Linked DNA regions of Mus musculus: all the other regions are linked to region 3. A link is a contact called in public ChIA-PET and HiChIP or PLAC-seq data. All regions are on one chromosome and are shown on one strand. The core of a region is the stretch at or near the end of the contact, and the rest is flanking DNA. Distances in the headings are between cores, read along the strand shown. Region 1 has its middle 47 kb from the start of Gm44851. Region 2 overlaps Alpk3 (alpha-kinase 3). Region 3 overlaps Iqgap1 (IQ motif containing GTPase activating protein 1). Region 4 overlaps Alpk3 (alpha-kinase 3).

Region 1 (5,681 bases), core at 385-2,884, 330 kb before region 3:
CTTAATTGAGGGAGCACCTAGAGGCAGGCCTGTGGGGCATTTTTTAAATTCATCATTGTTGTGAGAGAGCCCCAGCCCCCGAGGGTGGAGCCACCCCTGAACAGGTCAGTCATGGGTGGGATAGGAAGGCAGGCTGAGCAAGCCATCAACAGAGCCAGTGAGCAGCACTCCTCCACGGTCTCTGCTTCAGTTCCTGCCTGGAATCCCTGCCCTGCCTTCCTCAGCAATGGAAGAGGGATGGACTGTAAGTCCTAAGATGTAATAAACTTTTTCCTTTCCAGGTTGCTTTTGGTCATAGTCTTTATCACAGCGACAGAAAGCAAACTAGGACATTAACAAAGCCATAAAGAGAGGCAGGCAAGGCCGGGCGTGGTGGCGCACACCTTTAATCCCGGCACTAGGGAGGCAGAGGCAGGCGGATTTCTGAGTTTGAGGCCAGCCTGGTCTACAGAGTGAGTTCCAGGACAGCCAGGGCTACACAGAGAAACCCTGTCTCGAAAAAAACCAAAAACCAAAGACCAAAAACCAAAGCCATAGAGAATTAGCCCACAGGGAAAGTCTTCGTCCCTCTTTAAGGCCTCACCATCACTGACCACGATGGACCATGATGACACTAACATTTCTGGCACGCCTCTGCATTTTGACCGGCTGTGGTTCTCTGTAGTGGTCTCCATCTGTTGCAGAGAGGTTTTCTTGATGAGGGATGAAGACTGTACACACCTGTGTGTGTGTAAGGACAAGGGTTTGAATGCGGTAAGGGATCTTGCTGGTTTAGTGTTGTAGCTTATGTTACCTGTATGCATGTAACAGCAATTAAAGGAAAAAGGCCATGAGCTGGAAAGAGACCAAGGAGGAATGCCTGGGAGGTCTGAAGGGAGGATCGGAAATCCTCTTCCTTCCTTTCAACTCCCTAACATTAGGTAGGAGAGAAAGAAGGGGGGGGGGGGAGGGAGGGAGGGAGGGAGAGAGAGAGAGAGAGAGAGAGATCAGGGATACGACAAGGTGTAGTTAAAACCATCTTTTTTTTTTTTTTGGTTTTTCAAGACAGGGTTTCTCTGTGTAGCCCTGGCTGTCCTGGAACTCACTTTGTAGACCAGGCTGGCCTCGAACTCAGAAATCCGCCTGCCTCTGCCTCCCAAGTGCTGGGATTAAACCATCTGTTTTTAATTGTTAAAAATCTTGTGTTTTCCCACCCGTCCACTTTGTTCCCAGAAATAACGGCTCTGAGACCTAATAGTTCATGAATAAATGCCTAGGCCAAAAGCTTTGCTTGATCCCCGACTAGCTCATGGCTTAACAGCCTGTTTAGTCTAGTCTAAGTCTTGCCATGCAACTGGCTACCCAGTCCTCAGTTTCATGTGACAATCCTCTTCTGTGTCTGGAGTGAATCTCCTGCGCCTGAATATCTCCCAGAATTCTCTCTCTCTCTCTCTCTGCTGGATATCCCACCTTCTAATCCTGCCTCAGCTCATTGGCCATAGGATTTTTTATTGACAGCTTAAGCTTCCATACATTGCACGAGAGATTACCTCTGTAAAAGGCAATGATATCTTTCGACCACTTCCTGCTGATTAGGGGCAAGTTTGATCTTTGCCATCAGGATATCTACTTTCTTCTCTTCTCCTCTGCATGACGATTTGACAAACCACAATCAACAGCAACGAGCAGCCTCCAACCACCAACCAGCCACACACACACACTTACTGGGGCTCTAGCATTCATACATTCTCTGAAAAGCCCCCCAAATGCCAAATGTCACCCACTCAAAACAAACTATCTGCAACTGGCAAATTCGTACTCCCGCTAGAGCGTGAGTGAGGCAAATCAGTAAGCTGCTGTGGACAATCTAAGGCAGCCCCACACCCCACCCTTGGGGTTAGACAAAACATGTCCTTACAACATTTCTGTGTTTTTAAAGAAACCAAAATTCTCACTACAGGTCCCCATCACCTTCTGCCTGGGCAGGTGACTTGGCTAAGGGTGATTGTCTCACAGTGGAGAGCATCAGGCCACAGAGCTTTCTGTTTAGGGGTGGCTACCCAGATGGTGAGGCAGGGGGTTTGCTCATTCTTTCCAGTAGGGGAGGGCAGACAGGGAGTCAGAGAACCCCTGGGGCCAACCAGAAACCAGACCCCTGGCCGAGAAGTCCGACCTTCAGTGCAGCTCCTGTGCACCTTCCACGTCACACATAACTGGCCCCCACACTCCTGGCTTTGCTGTCTTTCCTTCTCTGGGGTGTGTGTGTGTGTTCCCACTGCCTGCTGAGGGCTAGGGCTGGGTTTGGGCCAATTAGTATTTGTAGAGTATCTGGCCAGAAGGACATGGTAGCATATGCCCGTGGTATATTTACTTGGGAGTTTAGGGGTTAGATTGAGCATAGAGTGAGACCACACTGCCTGCCTCTCCTTTAAGAGGGATATCCACAACCACCAGGGAGGGAGGCAGTGACAGGGCTGATATTTATTGTGTAGATGAGAGATTGAGCTGATTCTGGTGGTGTGGACCTATAATTTCAGCTACTCTGGAGGCTAAGGCAGGATTGCAAGTTCAAAGTCTTCCTGGGCAATTTAGTGAGACTATCTCAAGTAAAAGGAGAAACTGGTGGTGATGGCTCATGCCGTTAATCCCAGCACTTGGGAAGTAGAGGCAAGCAGACCTGAGTTCAAGGCCAGCCTGGTCTACAGAGCAAGTTCTAGGACAGCTAGGACTACACAGAGAAATCAAACCCAACTAAACCAACCAACTAACCAACCAACCAACCAACCAAACAAACAGGAGGCTCAGCGAGGCCATGGAGCTTACAGTTCCCTGACTTTTGAGGTCAGGGCAGTGCCCTGCTGATCCTTCCTAGGCTGATTCTAGATGCTCAAGTCCTCACTGTGAGCCAGGCACAGGCAGTTGGGAGGGATGCTGTCTACTGGAGCTTGAGTGGGCACTTGCTTCTGCAGTTAACCTCCTGCACAGCCACCAGATGCTGACATTCCTCTGACATTAATGGAGTTACTGTACTGCTGGTCAAGAGGAGAGGGAGCTCAAGGCGCCTCTTATGGAAGAGACCCAAGGATGCTGAGCTTCTGCTGGCCTCTGGCTATAACAAGGCTTGGTGTCACCGGTGTCCTTCCTTCCAGCCAGGTTAGGATGCCAGAGGCTAACAGCCAGAAGCTCCAGGTCAGACTTCTCATTTCAAGCCTCACTATGTCCCAAGGGTCACTGCCTAGGGGTTCTCCTCTCCTACGAGAGAATCTTCCCTGACAGAGGTGTAGTCTTGCCTTGGCAAAGGGTCACATAGTTCCCAGCAGGGACTGAGACAGAGGCAGGCCAGGCTGCCCTTTGTGTGAGTATGGCTGGCCCTGCAGAGTCCACAGGGGCAGACAGATCTTTTTTTTGAGGGGGGGAGGGTAAGCTCTGTACTGTGAACAGACCTCAGTGTAGGACCATACAGAGTATTATCCCTGCCCCCTCCTGCCAGCAATCAGACCAAATTCCATTGTGCATACTTGGGGGGATGTAGGGATCTAGCCCCGGGCCCTACATGAGGGTTGGGGAGAATGGCCTACCTTACCAGGGCTCTGTGAGCTTAAGTTCTGGTTTATCTTGTTCCTTGTTATTTTTAGCCATCAGCAGAGCAGGTCCAAAGGCTACCCCAACCACTGTGTATCTTATTCCCTCCTCCTCATGTGGGTCGATGAACCAGGAGGTAAAAAATAGGAGGTGTAGTGTTTGGAAGCCTAAGCTTACAAGGTCTGGACCTTGGAGCTTTGTTCTGTCCTACACAGCTCTGAGCCTTTGCCTCAGAGCACTTAAGAGCTAAGCATACAGATCACAGCACCCTGCAGAGTTGCCTTCTGGGTGAGACTCTTTGGTCCCCACCAGGGAGGCTACCCAGAGACTGTGAGAGTTGACGAGGAGGCTGTCAGAGCGCTCCGTGAGGGAATCTGTTCAGGACACAGTCCCTCTGCCTAGACTCTGTGCCCTGGAGGCCTTACCCAGCCTGGGGCCAGACTTCCAGGCCTATGGTAGTTCCTACCTAGTTATGGAACTGGAGACAGTTTGGCTGGGCTTCTGGAACTTTCTAAAGATGAAGGGAGTCTTCTAGGCTATGGTGAGATGTGGAGGTACAGCAGTTTCTCAGTTAAGAGCAGGGCCCTGGGCCTCCATGTCCTCCTGTGGAAAAGCTGTAGCTGAGCTGTGCAGGTTGGCTGTCCTTGGAGCCTCCTGTGAGGCAGCAGCACAGGGCAGGGCAGGGCAGGAGGGCCCGAGGCTTTGGGAAAATGCGGCTGGGAGAGGAGGCTGGATTGCTTAGGGAAAGAACAGAGATTCGTGAGCATGTAGACCTGGATGGGACATAACTGCTGTCCTAACTGCAACATGTTTGAGAGTGTGTTAGCTACACCAGGAAACCCAGAGACAAACTGGGACTCCAGGGTAGAGCCCGTGTCACCCTACTTGTCTTAGGGTTTTACTGCTGTGAACAGACACCATGACCAAGGCAAGTCTTATAAAAACAACATTTAATTGGGGCTGGCTTACAGGTTCAGAGGTTCAGTTCATTATCATCAAAGAGGGAGCATGGCAGTATCCAGGCAGGCATGGCGCAGGAGGAGCTGAGAGTTCTATGTCTTCATCCAAAGGCTGCTAGAAAAGACTGACTCCCAGACAACTAGGGTGAGGATCTTAAGCCCACACCTACAGTGACACACCTACTCCAACCAGGTCACACCTATTCTAACAAGGCCACAACTCCAAATGGCGTCACTCCCTGGCCCAAGAATATACAAACCATCACACTACTCATTACCACTTCCTCGCTGTGTGTGCTTGGGCAAGTTACATAAACTTTCTGAATCCTGCTTCCTACACAGAAAGGAAAAGGACACTACGATGCATTGCTTCCCAGGCTGGCAGAGGATGAGTGTGTGCACACTGAGTGGCCTTGGCATTCACTTGACTCTTCATGTTTTCTCTTTGAGGTCATGGAAGATCATTTGTCCTTGGAAGTGATCAGAGGCCACCTATCAGCTCTGGAATACAAGGACCTCAGGGGTGTATACATAAGACAGAGAGGTTCCATGAATGCTGGCCAAACTCGAGGAGTCAAGCCTCCACATCACTGTTCCTAGGGGAAGGTTTCTCTTTAGCTTCTCTTCAAGGCTCTGCCCCACAGTTACCTGGCAACAGCTAGGTATGCCTAAGTATAAAAGGGGCTTTTTGTCCCCTCCTGTCTCTCTTGTCCTCTTACCCTCTAAGACCTTTCTCTCCCCACTCCCCTCCTCCCTCTGTGTTCATGGCCGGCCTTTCTCTCTCTCCTCCCGCAACTCCCCTCCCATGTCCTAAATAAACTCTATTCCATACTCTATCTGTATGGCTGGGACCTCAGGGGAAGGGATGCCTCGGCATGGGCCCACAAAGGCACCCCCTTCCACCTCACCATACCTTGGTCTAACAAATGTATCTCTGGCTTCCCTTTCTCTTTTCTTTATTTTTATTTTTGGCTTTTCGAGACAAGGTTTCTCTGTATAGCCCTGGCTGTCCTGGAACTCACTGTTGACCAGGCTGGTTTCAAACTCAGAGATCTGCCTGCCTCTGCCTCCCAAGTGCTGGAATTAAAGGCGTGCGCCACCACTGCCCGGTCCCTTTCTTTTGTGATAAAACACAAACGTTTCTGTTAGACATTTCCTGGT
Region 2 (5,682 bases), core at 541-3,040, 320 kb after region 3:
TGTGTCCAAGAAAGATCTGACTTGATGCTGCGGTCTGAAGAGGCAGCCTTCAGAAGCCATGAGGATGGGCTGCTAGGCCCCCCATCAGGGAACCGTACCTACCCAACACAGTTGCCTCCCGAGGGGCACTCAGAGCATTTGGGAGGACAAACACATCAAAGGTCAGAGCAAGAGGACAGCCTGTCTCAGTGCCCCAAGAAGGAGCAGCCCCAGGAACCGCTTCATGTGGGTCTCTCTGGTGGGCATTCAACTGGCTTGAGTCAGGAGGTGCCTGCCATGCCTTCTCTTCCTGGGACGGGCCTAACCAGTAGTCTGCAGGAGGAGCTACCAGGCACCGCAGCTTCTCTGCACACAAACACAGATGTCCCCCTCCCCTCCAGGGACCAGGACTTTCCGAGTTCTGCTCCCACTCTGCAATTGGGGCCAGGGTCCCCCACTCAGAGTCACCCACCAGAAGCCATGGCTACTAGCAGTGAGGGAGCCTGTGCCAAGGAGCCAAATGTGGACGGGAGGTCCTCAGGTACCCGGAGCTGTGACCCTGGCCTTATAGATTCCCTGAAGAACTACTTGCTTCTGCTGCTGAAGCTATCCAGTCCAGAGACAAGTGAAGCCAGGGCCGAGTCCCAGGAAGTGGCAGACACCGGGGGCTTAACCTCCTCCTCTACTCTGGTCCCCACCATGGAGGTGGCTGGGCTGAGTCCCAGGACGTCGAGGCGAATCCTGGAACGCGTGGAGAACAATCACTTAGTGCAGAGTGCACAGACCCTGTTGCTGAGCCCCTGCACCTCCCGCCGCCTTACTGGCCTTCTGGACCGTGAGGTACAGGCTGGCCAGCAGGCTCTGGCTGCTGCCCAGTGCTCTCGGGGCCCGTGCCCCACCCCCCTCACCATCCCTGCCATTGTGGTGGGTGAGGAAGGATCTGCGGGAGAGGATTCCGAGGAGAGGACTTCGCAGGAAAGTGACAAGAAGGGACTGCTAGGGGAAGTGGAGGGGCACACAGTGGAAAGCAGAACCCAGGAGCCCTGCCAAGAAGAAGCAATGCCAGGGGAGGCTTTGACGGGTCTCCCTGCAGCTACACCCGAGGAACTGGCTCTGGGGGCCCGGAGGAAGAGGTTCCTCCCTAAGGTCAGAGCAGGGTCAGATGGAGAGGCAAACAAGGCTGAAGAAAGGGAGAGCCCCACGGTTTCCCCCCGGGGACCCAGGAAGGGCCTGACACCTGGGTCACCAGGGACTCCAGGGCGGGAGAGACGGTCCCCTACCCAGGCCCGAAAAGCCAGCATGTTAGAGGTGCCTGGCGCAGAAGAAGAGCCTGCAACTGGAGACTTGGTCTCCAGATCCAAAGACAGTGGCCTGGACTCAGAGCCTGCGGTGGATGAAGGCAAGCAGGAAGCTCTGGCCAAGCAAAGGAAAGCTAAGGACCTGCTAAAAGGTGAGTGCCAGGAGCGGGGCAGGGGAAGCTGTCAACACAGGGCCCTACTGTGAGTACCACCCTGTGAGGGGCACCTCCCTGCTAAGAGGCAGTAGTTCCTTGAGAAACAGCACTGCAGGAGCTATCTGAGGGGCCTAGAGCGCCAGGAAGGGAGGTGACAGTGACGGGGCACTGTCAGGGGTAAAGGCCAGGGAGAGATCTAGTGAAGGGAGGGCCAGGTATTGTTGGACCTTCTTTGCTCTCAGCATTCCAGAAACTAAGGCAGGAGGCTGAAAGTTCAAGGTCAGCTTGTACTACTCAGGGAGACCCTGTCTGAAAACCAGATCAAACAGGAACAAAGCATGCAAACAAAGGCCCAGCTCAGCACAGGCCTTGGCTTCAGGGGCCTCCGGGGCCCCACCATCACCTCTGCCTTTATGGACTTGTTCCATGGTGATCCCACAGCCAAGATAAGACTCAGAGGCAGGTTCAGAGAGAATGCAACAGCCAATGCAAAAGCCTCTCTTGACTGCTTGTCTCTGTGAACGTGCTTAGCCTTGAGTCCCTATGTCCTGTCTCCCTGCCTCCCACCCTGGTTAAGGTACGTGCTCTCCAGCACAAGCACCTTATAATGCTCAGGCTGTTCCCTAAGGATACCCAAGGATGCAATGGGTGTGACCCGAGAGGGCAAGGGTGGTAGGAGTCGGTCGGCTTCTGTCTTGTAACAGGGCTCCTGTTCTCAGCCCCACAGGTGATCCGGAAAATTCGGGTGGAACAGTTTCCAGATTCTTCTGGTAGTCTGAAGCTTTGGTGCCAGTTTTTCAACATTGTTAGTGACTCAGTCTTGACATGGGCGAAGGATCAGCACCCAGTGGGCGAAGTGAACAGGAGGTAAGCTGTCTGGAGAGCACCGCCACCTGCCCGGGCTCCGCAGTTACAGTCATGTTGGGGACTAGCATCTTGAACCCGTCCCCTCATTTTGTCCTCACACTAGTCCCAGTGAGTGAGTCTCTTATTTCAAGTGGAGATCAGAAAATTGAAACTCAGAGGTCTTAAATCATGGGTCTCAAGTCACACAGCAAGTAAGTGTCACCTGTGTGATTGAGGACCGGTTTCTGACCTGGAACCTCTCACCACCTTCCCAGGGCTCCCAGAGCCTGGGTTCCCAGCAGCCTGTGAGAGTTGGGTCGAAGGCCCTGGGTGATGACCCTCACGAGAAGGGTCTCCGCTCTCTGCAGTGCAGGGGACGAGGGGCCAGCGGCTTTGGCCATCGTGCAGGCGTCTCCCACGGACTGTGGTGTGTATCGCTGTACCATCCAAAACGAGCATGGCTCAGCGTCCACTGACTTCTGCCTCAGCCCCGAGGGTGAGTGTTCTGTGGATCTCAGCTGGCCTGGCCTTGCATTGTGGGAGGCAGCGCTGTGCTGTGCAGGGATGGGGCTCTGCCCAAATAGACAGCCTGAAGACAGTAGCACTCTCTTTTTCTCCACATAGTATTGTCCGGCTTCATCTCCAGAGAGGAAGGTGAAGGTATGTTGGCCCTCTGGTAGGGGGGCATGTCTTCATGCCGTGGCCCACCCTTGGCAGGGTTTCTGTCCTTAGGGGCATACAATCCTCCCTAAGTCTGCATGCTGTTCCTCTTTGCTGCCAGTTTAAGACATGGCTTGTGGGGGGTGATGGAGGGCTGGTGTTTCTAAAGACTGTGGAGGGAGATGAGCTGGGGTGGGGGTAGGGTGGGGTGTGGGGTCACTTAGCAGGAGTCAATGCAGCCCTCTGTCCCCTTCAGAGTCCTTGAAGGACATGACAACCACCAAGACCAAGACCCAGAATTTCTCCCAGTGCCCTGTGGACTTGGGCGTTAGAGCCACAGATAGTCTGCTGCGAGCCCAACGGCTTCTCAGCCCCTTGTTCAAGCATCCTGAATGCCTAGGAAAGAAATATGCATTTCCCACAGCTCTTTGGAGATTGTGAGATACATACCCTCAAGTTGGCTGTTTGCTTCAGGACATTTCACTGTGTAGCCTGAGCTGCCCTGGAACCCATTATGCAGACCCGGTTGGTCTCAAACTCACAGAGATCCACCTGCCTCTGCCTCCTAAATTCTGAGATTAAATGTGTGTGCCACCATGCCTGGTTATCCCCAGCATTTGACAAGCACTTCAAGGGTTTCCCTGTTGGAGGAGAGTGCTGTAAAGTCTCTGTGTTCAGTTGTCTGGTTGCATTTAATCTCTATCGAACTGAACCACATCCGGGCTAGGTACGGACGTGCATGCCTGTAATCCCAGCACTTTGAGCCAGAATCTAGAGAATTATCATAAATTTCAGGCCAGTATGATCTGCGTAGTGAATTCCAACCCATCCTGGACTATAGAATGAGACCCTGTCTCAACAACAACAAAGTCAAAGAAACTAAAACCTCAACCAAATTAAGAACTTAGGAATTCTTTAATATCATCCAGTGTTCACATTCCCCAGCTGTGTCCGTGAGTTGGCTTGAATCAGCAACCACTGTTAATTTGTCTCCTGTGTTGTCTAATGTACTGTTCCTCCCCCTTGTTTGTTTTCTCTCTTGCCATTCATTTGTTGAAGTCACTTAATACATAGAATTTCTGTGTGTGCATGTGTGTGTCTATATGTGAGTAGGTATTTGTACATGTGTGTGTGTATATGTGTGTGTCTATATGTGAGTAGGTATTTGTACGTGTGTGTGTGTGTGTGTGTCTATATGTGAGTAGGTATTTGTACGTGTGTGTGTGTATGTGTGTGTGTGTTTATATGTGAGTAGGTACTGGAGACACAGAGACAAGAGCCCTGGGGTGTGCCGAATTGGATAGACCCAGGTCTCAGTGAGTGAGCTTGTCTCAAAAAGGGCAATATTCCTGAAGAGTAATACCCATTAAAGTTAGTCAGGAGCATCCACACACACACATGTGCAAGTACCTACTTGATTGAAGTCAGGCCCTCCTGCTTTCGTGGCAAGCACTTAATGGACTGAGCCATCTTCCCAGCCCCTGTGGAATTTCTCAGTCAAGCTTTTGTTCACTCTATCCTCATGCACCAAGTCCTTCCATCATATGCTTCTTCAAACCCATAATTAGAATAGAAAGTTGCTTCAGATACAGGGATAATGCTTTTGGTTTGTTTGTTTGTTTACTTTTGTTTTTCTTGGTTAGAGTAATCCGCACACTGGGTATAGTGTTACATGTCTATAAGCCTAACCCCCGGGAGTCTGAGGCAGGAGGATTATGAGTTCAAGGTTTGCCTGGACTGTATAGTGAGCCACTGTCTCTAAAACCAACACCAGATGGAAGCGGTGGTCCAGCTCTGTTTATCTCCTTCTCATCCCACCCGGAGGCAGCAGTGTTACATCAACCATTTTAGTAATGCCTGCCATCTGCACACTGAGTTCAGCAACCCTTTGTAAAGTTAGAAAACAACTCTTCCCCAGCCTGCGTTGTCATGTGTGGTGACGCAGTGGTCACTGCCTATTGCCCGAGCCTACCGTCTCTTCGGCAGCTCTAACATGGAGGTACGCAATGCCACCATTCCATCTGCACTCACTGAGAAGGCATGAGGTCCGGCTGCCTTGACATGAATGTTCTAAGATGAAAGTGAAGCGCTCACTTTCCCTGTACTGACTACCTTCCGAACAATTAGCTTGTCTCTAGGAGGCCTCTAAGGTGACTAGTGAGGCTCGGTTCTTTTTCTAGGGACACTGGGAGGTTTCTGTTGTTGTTGTTTCAAGTACCATTATGAACTAGTAGGCTTTGAACATATTTGATATGTTCAGTACCTTACACTAGTTATTCTCTTTGTTGCTAGAATTTCTTCATTCTTGGTCACATGAAATCCCTTCAGTTGGCTCTTACACTCTTTGACAAACCTCCGATAGTCAGCATTGTAGTCTTGCCTTCCAGTAGCAGGGATTGAACCCAGGACCTGGCACATGCTGAGCAACTGATTCCTACTGAGCTGTCTCTCTAACCCTGCTTCTCTTACCTTTTACTTTGAGACAGTCTCAGTAAGCTGCCTACACTAGCCTCAAGTTCACCCACAGTAGCCCAGGCAGGCCTTGACCCTGTGTTCCTGCCTCAGCCTCCAAGTACCTAGGGTGAAAGGCCTGGCTTCCCGGAGCTGATGGTCACTGCCTTGTGTCCTGGTACCATACGGTTTGGATCCATCCTGTTGAGCCCTGGAACCAATCATTTCTTCAGGGAGCTCTGCTTCCGTTAACTGGGAACCGGTGCCTAGGAGGCATTGATTTTTTCCTCAAA
Region 3 (5,762 bases), core at 781-3,280:
GACGGGACCTTCTGAGGGTGGAAAGTCCCTGCAAAAAGACGAGAAATCAAGAGGGGATCATGTGGTGGTAATCAAAGAAGAGAAACACTCCAGGAATCTGGCTGTCATCACCGCCGTCAGACGCTGTAAAAAAGGGACAGCAAAGAGAACAGAAAATGAAAAACTCCTCCAGGGCCTCTGTAGAGGGACTCTGGAGCAGGAGTCAGCTCGCAGTGAACAGAAAGGTGGGAAATACTGGAGTGGTGGTGGCAAAGGCCAACTGGCAATGGCAAGCGGCAGATCGTTTTCAAGTTAAAGCAGAGAAGAGTTTGCCAGCCACAGCCAGGATTCGAGCTTAAAAACAAATCAAACAAACAAACAACCCAGAGAAGACCCTCAGACAGGACTGAACCCTCAGATACTACAGAGAAATGGGAATCCAGAATAAGGACTCTCTTCTGATCCAAAGGGGCTGGACTCAGACAAAAGCACCAGCAGGGCCATCTCCGGGGAAGGTAACTCTGGTTCACCTGTCCGGAGACTCAGGACACCGCTGTAGAAAGGACACAAGTCCAAAACCGCAACAGAACTGAGTTGCAATCCCAGCACTATCGAGGCAGAGGCAGGAGGATTTCTGAGTTCAAGGGCAACCTGGGCTACACAGAGACCCTGGGGAGAGGAAGGGAGAAGAGGGAGAGAACAAAAGAGAGAGGGGGGAGAAGGGGGAGGATAGAGTAAATTAGCTCAGCTGGCCTTCCTGAGGCCCTGTGATCGGAACCTAGCTGTCTTCATTGAGACTGCCTTTTAGGTGAAGGCTGCTGGCCCGCCACCTGGACAGACACTATCATGGCGAGTGTCTAAGATGTCGCTTCCATAGATGTATGAGTTGATAAGAGACACGACATACAGAAAGGGGGGTACAAGAAGTGGGGAAGGAGTGGGGATCAGTCCAGGATGGGGGGAAATCCAGGGCCAGGGTTGTGTGTGTTCAGTCATTGTGAGGAAGATGTAGGCGTGCCTACAAGAAAAGAACAAAGATGGAGGACTCAATAAAGAAAGCAGGCCTGGGAAGAGTGGAGGTGACAACAGCTAAGATAGGAACATGCCCTACCCTACCTGAGCAAAGAGGGAAGGAAGCAAGAGTAAGCAAGAATGACACGATATCTGACCCCACTGGACTTCCGTTTCCCGTCTGTAACACGGACAGGAGCAACACCTAACACCTCCTAAAGTTGGTGTGAGGAGTGGAGGTCATACACACTAAGAGCTAGGAGGGAAGTAGTTAGTTAGCTATATATCCGTGTGTGTGTTGGGGGGGGGTAATAAGTCAGTTAGCTATATATGTGTGTGTGTGTGGTAATAAGTTAGTTAGCTATATATCCATGTGGTGTGTGTTTGTGTTTGTGTGTGTGTGTGTGTGTGTGTGTGTGTGTGTGTGTGTGGTAATAAATTAGTGGTGGCGCACGCCTTTAATCCCAGCATTTGGGAGGCAGAGGCAGGCAGATTTCTGAGTTCGAGGCCAGCCTGGTCTACAGAGTGAGTTCCAGGACAGCCAGGGCTACACAGAGAAACCCTGTCTCTAAAAACAAAAACAAAACAAAACAAAAAAAAGTAAGTTAGCTATATATCTGTGTGGGGTGTGTGTGTGTGTGTTAATAAGTAAGTTAGCTATATATTCGTGTGTGGGATGTGCGTGTGAGGGGGGGGAGGGGAGAGAGAGAGAGAGAGAGAGAGAGAGAGAGAGAGAGAGAGAGAGAGAGAATGTAAGACTGCTCAATTCCCAGAAATAAATCTTCTAGAGGCGGAGCTCCGTGGTTACATAATACTTGTCTACCTGGTCCTACTGATAACATTTTTCAGTTCTTGGCCCTACCCATTCTGCCACCAGGGAAACAAAGCCGTGCCTATCCCAGAACGCTACAGTGGCAAGGCTAAAACAAGCCCGGACCAAGAGCATACATATGCAGAAAAGCATCAGGGTGGGAATCTGAATTAGGGGTCTGTGAAGAGGAAACCAGTGGAACAAGTTCTGCAGAGCACATGACTTCAGTGGTTTCCCCGCTCTGTGCAATACAGAAGGGGAACCGACCAATGCCGGAACTGGCTGCCCCAACCGCTGAGAATCAGTTCCTCCAGGAGCAGAAACTCAAGCTGCCACACCCATCCTGCCCAGTGGAACTCCAGGCCAGGATTACCCTATGCTAGAAACCTCCCAAATATGGTCAGCTAGTCCTATACTGGGGATTCCATTAAACCACCCTTACACGCAACCCCTGGGTGTGCAAGCGGCCTGAGGAAATCGACAGTGTGTGCCAGGTACAGGCCAGGGAGAAAACCAGCAAGCCGAAGACAGCAAGCACTGTGTGTCACAGGAGGCTCCCTGGGCAGCCCGCTTCCCAGGGAAAGCCTTTGGGGTTGAGGGGACCAGAAAAGGGGTTTCATAGGAAGAAACAGGTCAGGCTGAAGGAGACAAAGAAAATGTGCAAACTCTTTGCGTATTTGAAACAGGAATGAAGGGATAAAATTTGATTTAATGTCGGGTGTGGTGTCAAACACCTGTAATTCCAGCACTGGGAGGTAGGGAAAAAGGGCTTGGGAGTCCAAGGTCACCCTTAGCTACAAGCCAAACTACCTGAGCCAGTCTTTAAAAAAAAACAAAAAACTTTGAACTTTGATTTTAAAAGATTATTCTGAGCAGTAGGAATAAAAAGAAGGGGCCTGCAGAGGAGAAGGCATGAGATGAAAGAAAATTCTACAGTAGTGAGGGGAAAACACAAAAGCTTGTTTCCAGGCTAACGAGCAAAATGAGAACTCTGGATGGCATCTATACTTTTTTTGGTTTTTTGAGATAGAGTTTCTCTGTATAGCCCAGGCTGTCCTGGAACTCACTCTGTAGACCTGGCTGGCCTCGAACTCAGAAATCCACCTGCCTCTGCCTCCCGAGTGCTGGGATTAAAGGCGTGTGCCACCACTTTGCTCAGCGAGCAAATGATTTTATTAAGAGCTGGATCAGAAAAGGTGTCTCTCATAGCAACGGGTCCTCTGTCTGACTGGGTTGGTAAAAACTAACAATTCACTGAATATTACAAATGAATTTTATGTCATCTAAGTTAAAGTCTACAAATCTTTTTTTTCATTGAATTTATTTATTTGTTTATGTGTGTGCCACAGAGTATGTGCGGAGGTCAGAGGACAACTTGCAAGAGGAGGTTCCAGGGACTGAACTCAAGTGTCGGGCTTAGCGGCAAGGCAAGCAAAGCACCTTTACCCACTGAGCCAACTTCCAGAATGTTTCATTTTAAATAATTAAAAACGAAAACAAAAACAAAAACGGAAACTGAATGAAACCTAGACAATAGCTAAGTGTCTGCAACTCTAGATCAGTTATTGTAGCTGTGACCCGGGGCTCAGTGGAGGGAGCTTACCTAAAGTCACCCCAAGAACTCTTCCCAAAAAGGGAGAGTGGATAAAAAGGATAAGCAGCTCCTATAGGAGAGAGAAAACAGGCTCCCATTTCTTAATAAGAACAGTATTTCTGAGAGCCCTGGGATAAGGTAACATACACCTTAGAGTATATAGTAATACACACCAAAATTTTAATTTTCAAATCTATGACTTGGTAACAACAAATTAGGAGGAGTGGCTAGCTATGGATTTTTTTAAAAGATTTATTTTTATTTATATGAGTACACTGTAGTTGTCTTCAGACACACACCAGAAGAGGGCTTCGGATCCCATTACAGATGGTTGTGAGCCACCATGTGGTTGCTAGGAATTGAGCCCAGGACCTATGGAAGAGCAGGCAGTGCTCTTAACCTCTGAACCATCTCTCCAGCCCAACTATGAATCTTATTAAGGACACAGCTCTTTCCTGTAAGGTTTGCAACAGTTGAGGAAGAGAGAGGGGTGTGAAGGGCTCTAAGAAAGCTACAGAGAGGAGCCCTAAGCTCAGCACTCCCTTAGTGTCCAGAGAACTCTGGAGTTCATGTTCTCAGAAAAGAAACATTTTTTACACACAATTCAAAATCCAGAATCTGAAAAAGAAAGAAGGAGGAGGAGGAGGAGCAGGAGGAAAGAAAGAAAGAAAGAAAGAAAGAAAGAAAGAAAGAAAGAAAGAAAGAAAGCCAGCCAGCCTGCCCTCAGTTAAAAGGGAGAGGGCGTGGCATGGGGAACAGACACAAGGCTCGCTCAGCACAGTGAGACAAGAAAGCTCCCCTGGACACAGAGCCAAGGTCATTGCTGATCTTGGCAAGAACGATCAGTGAGAAGAGAAAGGCCCACCAGCTGCAGCCTCTGGATTGGGATGAAGAGGACACAGAGGAAGAAGACAATCACCAGGAGAGGCCAGGCCTGAGGGAGCACACAGTGAGTGCCTTCTCATGCCTGCGTTGTTAGAAAACAACACTGTGAGGAGGCCCTAAAGACGGGAAAGAATAGGAAGGGAGCCCAAGATGGCACAGGAAATCTGCTGGGGGAACAGATTTTGAGGAATTTTATGGAGAAGCCATGATACAGGAAGCTAGAGATGGAGTTGCCGGCAAAGAATAAAGGCTTGTCGACACTTCCTGGTCAGCCTCGCCCATCCCTGCCAATTCCAAGGAAGCCTCAAAGTCACCTTCCCCACGATCACAAATAACACCATCCAACTTCTAAACTTTGCTGTACCTAGAGTTTCTACATCTGCACCTACTAAAACCAGTGCTTACTTACATAAAGGCAGCCCCTCCTTTGTCTTTGAGTCAAAGTGCTCTAACTGTTGGAAGATCTCTCCGTGTCTTGCTTAAGGAACATACTACCCCTGACCAAATGATAAGAAACAAGAAACGAATAAGAGGCAGAAAATTACAGCTCAGGCATGACATCATACCGCTAAGCCACCACAGCACCTGCGCTGCACACTGCACTCTGAACTGAGCCACGGCTCTGGGCGCCTGGTTACGGAGCAGCGCTGTGGTCAGAGGTGCAACTGGAAGCCAAAAGGGAAGGGGAGGGGCACCAAAAATATGGACGACATGTTTTCCTGCTCTTCTTCACAATCTTGGCCTTTCTTTCAAAACCCTACCACCAAATGACGTCCCTGTTCTCTAAACTTTTACACAGAAACTGTTTGCATCATCCCACAGCCACCACATGTGGCCTTGTGACAGTCAGGCCTTTTATTCTTTCTTGTTGGGTAACTTTTCAATGCTTATGTCTTGTCTGTCCAATCAATATGGAGACCTCTTTTTAACACAGACGTACTGCTTTTAAGTGTATCGGATCTGTACACATAAGTGCAGGGACAGACTGCCCTACAGCTCGAGTTTCACAGGGAGCTGGGAACAGAACTGTTAGAGGAGCAGCTAACTGCTGAGCCAGCTGAGCCAGCTCTGCCGCTCTCTATGGAAGACTCCTAAAGACAAGGCTGGCTTAGTGTTTCACAGCTCTCGGTACTATGAACAAACTGTCCTGAACGATGCAAGTGTTCAAAAGTGCTTTTCACTTGTTTTAAGTCAATAAAACATTTTTTCTCATCCCTTTTCCACATCAGGAAAAAAAAAAAAAAAAAAAAAAAAAAAACAGGCAGCGAAATATCATGTCATTCAAAACAATTATTAATAAAACAAAAAATAAAAATAAAACTTATCTTTAAATAACTTCAGAAACAGGGGCTAGAGAGATGGCTCAGCTGTTTAGACTGAATTCAGGTCCCAGCACCCACATGGCATCTTCCAACTGTCTATAGTGGGTTCTATGCTCTCTTCTTGTGCACATGGGCACGCAGACAAAACATCCATATACGT
Region 4 (5,830 bases), core at 2,022-4,521, 300 kb after region 3:
CCACATGGATCCCAGATCTGAGTTCATTCAGTTTTCTGTAGCAGATTAGAAAGAGGTCACCATGGTATCACCAAGAGTGGGTTGTGGGAAAGGGGGAAGGGAAACAGGAGGGTGCCAGGAACTGGGGAGACAGCGTTAGACATTCGATCTCAGTCTAGAGGTGTTCTTGGCTGATCAGTGGCTGAGACTGGCCTTTGTGTAAGGCTGCTGCTGTCTCTGCTTGTCTTAGCGGAGGCAGTTGTTCTTCCTCCCTGGGAGAAGCATTCCCTCCCCCAACAGAGGTAGGATGTGTCAGCCCCGACTCTGGGACCTTGCCAGGCGAAGATGATGTTTTCCTTATGGTTGGAACTTTGTCTCGGGGAGGAAGATTTAGCTGTAGCAGGAGAACAGGGAACTGGCTGTTCTGGGAGGGAAACCCCTGCGGACCTGGAGCAGGAACACAAGACCTACAGCATTCTTTCACTCACTGTGGGGACAGACAGTGGCTGGGCCATCTGACTCCTGGCTCCTGCAGGCCTCTTTAGGCTGGAATGTTACTGTCTGAGACTGCTCATCTCTGCCCAGTGTGGTGGCCTCCCCATCTACTCTCTTCAGTTCTGGGGTGCATTCTGTATTGGGGTGTGTATGTGCACGTATGTGCTTATTCACATGCTAAGGCAGAAGAAGAAAACATCAGAGGTAGGTAGGTTGAAGCCAGGGACCTAATCTGTGATAAGAACCACATTTATTGAATGAAAGAAAGAAAGAAAAGAGAAAGAATCCTATTTTGGGCAAATAAGTCTAATATGAGGACTTTTAGGTGCAAAATGTTATACACTGGCCCTAGAGTCCTCATTGGGAAGAATGCTAGAGAAGGGAAGTTTCTATGTCATTTGACAGCCATGTAGCCCTGGGTAGTAATTCCCTTAGCTCCGGTGGGGCTTGCTTTTCTCCTGTGTGAAGCAGGAATCACAGCGCTCACTGCATAGCAGAGAGGGATTGGAGTCTGGGCCCTTCTGCTTCCTCACTGGTGACTTTTGTAGAAGTCTTAACTCATGAGCCTTAATTTCCTTTTCATTTCCCTTACTTAAAAAAGCCTTTAACTGTTTTAATGCATGTATGCTCCAGAATATTATGTATAGCATGTGTGTAGCAGCGCCCTAGGAGGCCTGAAGAGGGCGCCAGAGTCTCTGGAACTGGAGTTTCAGGTGGTTTTGCAGGACTGCGTGGGGTCTGGGAACTGAACTCCAGGCTTCTGCAAGTGCAGCAAGAGCTCTAAACCTTGGGTGTGGGTCTCGATGTCTTGTACTGGGGATTGTGACTACATCCTTAGGAGCATTCTGATCTGAGAGTAGATGGGACATGCGTGAGGACTGTCTCTTGGCTTCTGGCACACAGTTAAGTCTTCCTCAATAAATGTGAGCAATTTGAGTTCAGAGGAACCAGGGAAAATTCCATATCTGACAGTTAGTTCTCTTAAAACTCTAAACTCCTATTTGTCTGACTCTGAGTTTCTTTAAATTAGGAGTGACTGGAAAAGACAGTGGGTGTCCAAGTTGGGTTCCCTAGGTGAGCCTGCTAGCTGTGCAGCAGACCATAGGCTGTGAAGGGGCAGGGGAAAGCTACAGGCTCAGGTTCTATTTTGAACTCTCCCAGAGTTCATTCTCTCTCTCTCTCTCTCTTTTCCCCTCCCTCCCTCCCTCCCTCTCCCTCCCTTTCCCTCTCCCTCTCCCTCTCCCTCTCCCTCTCCCTCTCCCTCTCCCTCTCCCTCTCCCTCTCCCTCTCCCTCTCCCTCTCCCTCTCCCTCTGTTTGCGTGTGTGTTTGCATATGTGTACCATGCATGGAAGTATGTGTGGAGCTGAGTTAAGGACATAATCCTCTTGAGCTTTTGTGTATTTATATAACATAGTAACCATCACCCAGGAAGTAACCAGCACGTTACAAATAATCTTGTTTTCAAAGCCATTTGTTTTGTTTTGTTTTGTTTTGTTTTGTTTTGTTTTGTTTTTCAAGACAGGGTTTCTCTGTGCAGCCCTGGCTGTCCTGGAACTCACTTTGTAGACCAGGCTGTCCTTGAACTCAGAAATCAGCCTGCCTCTGCCTCCCAAGTGCTGGAATTAAAGGCGTGCACCACCACCGCCCAGCTTCAAAGCCACTCTTGCTATGAAGCCCTGATCCCCATTATTGGCAGAATTATGGGGTGTTCCTGTGGCTCAGGCTCAGCTGTGTAGGCCACTCCCTGTTCCCCTCCTTGTCCCAGGCCTTTGCCCCACTCCAGCCTCTCTTGGACTGCAGGCTGAGGATGTCCCTCCCGGGCAGGTCATGAGGCAGAAGACTCCAAGGCCCTGGTGGGTGAGATCATCCCACAAGATGGTGAGAGCACCTGTGCTTGCCCTAGCCACACGCACAGTGATGTAACCCAGGGCTTTAGCGCACAGTGGAAACACAGGGCTCAGTTTACAGCCAGCACAGCCCAGTTTGTTCCTGGCCCAGCCGGCTGTAGCCCTGCCTCCCCTGCTCCCCGCTGATGTTCGACTTCCCTTGCTTGCCCTTTGCCCTTCCTCATATGCCTCGGATGGGGCTCCCGTGGGTTTGTTTCCTGTTCCTTACTCCTTTGCTTGCTCCTCTGACAGGGGGTTATGGAGGAACCGCTATGCAGGCACTGGTGCAGGCGATAGAGATACGGTAGTGAACACAGGATGGCTCCTGCCCACTTGAGTCTTGGGTCTAGTAGGAGAGATGGCCAAGGAGCTAAGCTAAGGTGTGATTAGTGGCGGGAAGGGGAGGGGCTGGTGACTGGGGGTATGCACCCATGCCTTCAGTATTACTTGATCCAAGACCAAATCCCCAGCCAAGGAGCTCGCTTCTTTCTCTGGACCATAGTTCTCCATACAGTTGATGTATTCATTGGTAAATATTTACTTATTGTGGATTGCATTACCAGGCACTATTCTAGGAACTGGGGATGCAGCATTGACGAACACAGATAAGTCCCCGCTGTCACGAAGCCAATATTCGATATTCTGTGATGGGCACACTGTGACAGACAGGACACACACAAATTAACAAGCTCAGTGTGTCTCATGGCAGTGTGCTCTAGGAAGAAAGATGCAAGACGAGGGAGGACAGCAAGGCTGAGGGGAGAGAGCCACAGGCTCGCACAGGCTGTTGGAAGGCCTCTGTGAGGAGTTAGACAGGAAGCAGAGTGGCGCAGGATGTGGCCTCCTGGGCTGTTAGTGTGAGCCAGCAAGACTGAGGCGGGGGTGCGGCTCACAAATGGGAGAGGGAGATGAGATCAGGTCACTGCCACAGCGACAGGGTGCAGACTGTGTGTGCCTGTGTGAGGTGGGGCTCCTGGGGTGCTCTGAGTGTGGCTGAGAGTAGATGGATCTGAAGTCACACTCTGCTTGTGGCGTTTCCAATTGAAGAGAGGCCACGACAGGGGCAGCGAGGCCATCAAGGAAGGTCTCCCTGGGACCCAAGTGGGGCATGAAAGTGGTGGGGACTAGGATGTGACAGGAAATGGTCAGATCCTGGGTCTGCTCCCAAGGGTGAGCCTGTAGGACTATCTGACAGGGTGAGTGTGAGAAGAAAGGAAAAAGGAGGACTCGGGGCTGTGGCCTGAGCCACACTGGGGGATGGGTTGTCCCCTTACTGAGCTGTGTGTGAATAGGCTTGGGATACGGATAAGGAGTCGGATGGGTCACACCTGTGGCCTGCTAGGCCGTCAAGTGCAGATATGAAGTCAATGTACAGTCTGGAGTTGAGAGGAGAGGGCTGGACTAGAGGTTGCAACAGCAGGGGGTCCTTGCTGCTCCTTGAGCAGCTAAAGCCAGTCTAGGAAGTAGGCAGTCAGGCCTAAGGATCAACGAGCGATTTAGCAATGTGCACGTCACAGTTGACTTCGACGGACAGTTCAAGTGTAGCAGAGGAAACAGGAGTAGAGATGGAAGACAAGGCATAAAAAGCTCCACAGACGGCTTCTGCAGGCTCAGGTGCAGTGGCGCACATCTCTATCCCAGCACTCAGAGGCAGAGGCAGGCAGGGCTCTGTGAGTTCAAGGCCAGCCTAGTCTACATGGTTCCAGGACAGCAAGGCCTATATAGAAAGACCCTGTCTTAATAATAATAATAATAAGCCAAGTGATGGTGTCATGTGCCTTTAATCTCAGCACTCTGGAGGCAGAGGCAGGTGGATCCCTGTGAATTTGAAGCCAGCCTGGTCTACAGAGTGAGTTCCAGGATAGCCAGGGCTACACAGAGAAACCCAGTTTCAAAGAGACCAATAAATGAATAAATAAACAAATAAGTGAATAAATAAAAGATCTCTCTTCTAGTTGAAAGCTAAGAAGTCTCTTCCCCCTAGTTCTCATCCTTTCAGTCAGAGGGGAGAATGCTTTCTGCTTTGACAGATCCTACTTTCTGAAGCTGAGCTGAGTGACAGGGACAGTGCCTCCGGAGGGCCCGGGGCACTGGAACCGTCCAGTCTCTTCAGACAGCTCGAAGCCCTTGCCTCTGCGTCTCCTCCCACTACTTTGGATCTCACCTACTATTATTCAATCTCTTGCTTCCTTGTCAGGATACCCAGAGCCAGAGGTGACCTGGTACAAGGATGACATAGAACTGGACCGTTACTGTGGCTTGCCAAAATACGAGATCACTCATCAAGGCAACCGTCACACCCTGCAGCTGTACAGGTGAGGGAGAGGGGCCGGCATGGCTCTCTGCCCTCCCGAGGGCCCTGCGCTGGATCCTGCCATCAGACCTGGAGTCAGCTGGGTGGAAACGCCCAGGCACTCTCTGGAGTTAGAGGGCAGGGCTCTACTACTGAGTTGATCTACCTGGTGAACTGTGCTTTCTGCCAGTGTCTGGGATCTCCCCAGGCCAGGGCAGACGTGCTTCTGACAGCCACAAGTGAGTGCAACCAGAGGAGGCCCTGACCCTCAGAAACCTTTTCCATGAGGTCAGCAGCCAGGAAAAGCAACAGTGCCGTCATTACTACTCTCAGGGCTGTGTTGGTCACCTGCTTCTGAAGGGAGCTCTTCTGGGCCCCGAGTCTAATCCCTCCTGGGACAGCATGACCTTGGTCAGCTGTCCTCTTGTGGCCTCAGTTTCCTCCGTTGTAGCTGAGGAAATTCATGACGCCTAAAGTAGGGCACGACTTGGATTGGGAGGGAGCCGGTGGTCAATGCCAGAGACTCTGGCTGTGGGGAGGAGCGGGGAGAGATGGCGCCTCATGCTCCTACCTCTAGGTGTCAGGAAGAAGATGCTGCCATCTACCAAGCCTCTGCCCGGAACACCAAGGGCATCGTGTCCTGCTCAGGGGTCCTAGAGGTGGGCACTATGACGGAGTACAAGATTCACCAGCGCTGGTTCGCCAAGTTGAAGCGCAAGGCTGCAGCCAAGATGAGGGAGATTGAGCAGAGCTGGAAGCATGGAAAAGAGGCTTCAGGGGAGGCTGACACGCTTCTTCGCAAGATCAGCCCCGACCGCTTCCAAAGAAAGCGCCGACTGAGTGGAGTCGAAGAGGCTGTCCTCTCCACGCCAGTCAGGGAAATGGAGGAAGGCTCCTCAGCGGCTTGGCAGGAAGGAGAGACTGAGTCTGCTCAGCACCCGGGGTTGGGTTTGATCAACAGTTTTGCTCCTGGAGAGGCGCCCACCAATGGGGAGCCTGCTCCAGAGAACGGGGAAGACGAAGAGCGTGGCTTGCTGACATACATCTGCGAGGTCATGGAACTGGGGCCTCAGAACAGCCCTCCAAAGGAGTCTGGGGCTAAGAAGAAAAGGAAGGATGAGGAATCTAAACCAGGAGAGCAGAAGCTGGAGTTAGAAAAGGCAGAAGGGAGCCAGT

Evidence for each region. ChIA-PET counts read pairs in DNA pulled down with a chosen protein or histone mark. HiChIP or PLAC-seq counts read pairs in DNA pulled down with a chosen protein or histone mark.
Region 1: a contact with region 3 is called in an RNA polymerase II ChIA-PET map of memory CD8 T cells, with 95 read pairs. The contact joins two enhancer-like sites. A contact is called at or near these places in 4 of 115 datasets of contacts at active chromatin or transcription factors (effector CD8 T cells, large pre-B cells, memory CD8 T cells and 1 more) and 1 of 9 other capture datasets (adipose tissue).
Region 2: an H3K27ac HiChIP or PLAC-seq map of embryonic stem cells shows a contact between it and region 3, with 5 read pairs. The contact joins two enhancer-like sites. A contact is called at or near these places in 4 of 115 datasets of contacts at active chromatin or transcription factors (bone marrow-derived macrophages, double positive thymocytes, embryonic stem cells and 1 more) and 1 of 9 other capture datasets (embryonic stem cells).
Region 4: an RNA polymerase II ChIA-PET map of memory CD8 T cells shows a contact between it and region 3, with 53 read pairs. The contact joins two enhancer-like sites. A contact is called at or near these places in 3 of 115 datasets of contacts at active chromatin or transcription factors (bone marrow-derived macrophages, embryonic stem cells and memory CD8 T cells).

The regions. Positions count from the first base shown.
Region 1 is chr7:80,448,362-80,454,042 of GRCm38.p6, forward strand. No RefSeq gene overlaps it. Among named protein-coding and RNA genes, the nearest start is that of Gm44851, 47 kb to the left of the region's middle. Within about 2 kb of position 1,635, at least 46 of the 459 cell types and tissues checked have an H3K27ac peak or open chromatin away from gene starts, as enhancers often do. A contact at or near this core is called in effector CD8 T cells and memory CD8 T cells, where this site is marked.
Region 2 is chr7:81,092,756-81,098,437 of GRCm38.p6, forward strand. Alpk3 (alpha-kinase 3) reads left to right here. Exons shown (of 14, transcript NM_054085.2): 6 at 1-1,429; 7 at 2,152-2,299; 8 at 2,647-2,774; 9 at 2,903-2,938. The region is part of intron 2 of Gm51490 (a long non-coding RNA gene); the gene reads right to left. Among named protein-coding and RNA genes, the nearest start is that of Gm51490, 16 kb to the right of the region's middle. Within about 2 kb of position 1,791, at least 9 of the 459 cell types and tissues checked have an H3K27ac peak or open chromatin away from gene starts, as enhancers often do. A contact at or near this core is called in embryonic stem cells, where this site is marked.
Region 3 is chr7:80,777,406-80,783,167 of GRCm38.p6, forward strand. All of the region lies in intron 2 of Iqgap1 (IQ motif containing GTPase activating protein 1), which reads right to left. Among named protein-coding and RNA genes, the nearest start is that of Iqgap1, 23 kb to the right of the region's middle. Within about 2 kb of position 2,031, at least 245 of the 459 cell types and tissues checked have an H3K27ac peak or open chromatin away from gene starts, as enhancers often do. A contact at or near this core is called in bone marrow-derived macrophages, effector CD8 T cells, embryonic stem cells and 1 more, where this site is marked.
Region 4 is chr7:81,072,315-81,078,144 of GRCm38.p6, forward strand. Alpk3 (alpha-kinase 3) reads left to right here. Exons shown (of 14, transcript NM_054085.2): 4 at 4,559-4,676; 5 at 5,232-5,830. Among named protein-coding and RNA genes, the nearest start is that of Alpk3, 18 kb to the left of the region's middle. Within about 2 kb of position 3,272, at least 100 of the 459 cell types and tissues checked have an H3K27ac peak or open chromatin away from gene starts, as enhancers often do. A contact at or near this core is called in bone marrow-derived macrophages, embryonic stem cells and memory CD8 T cells, where this site is marked.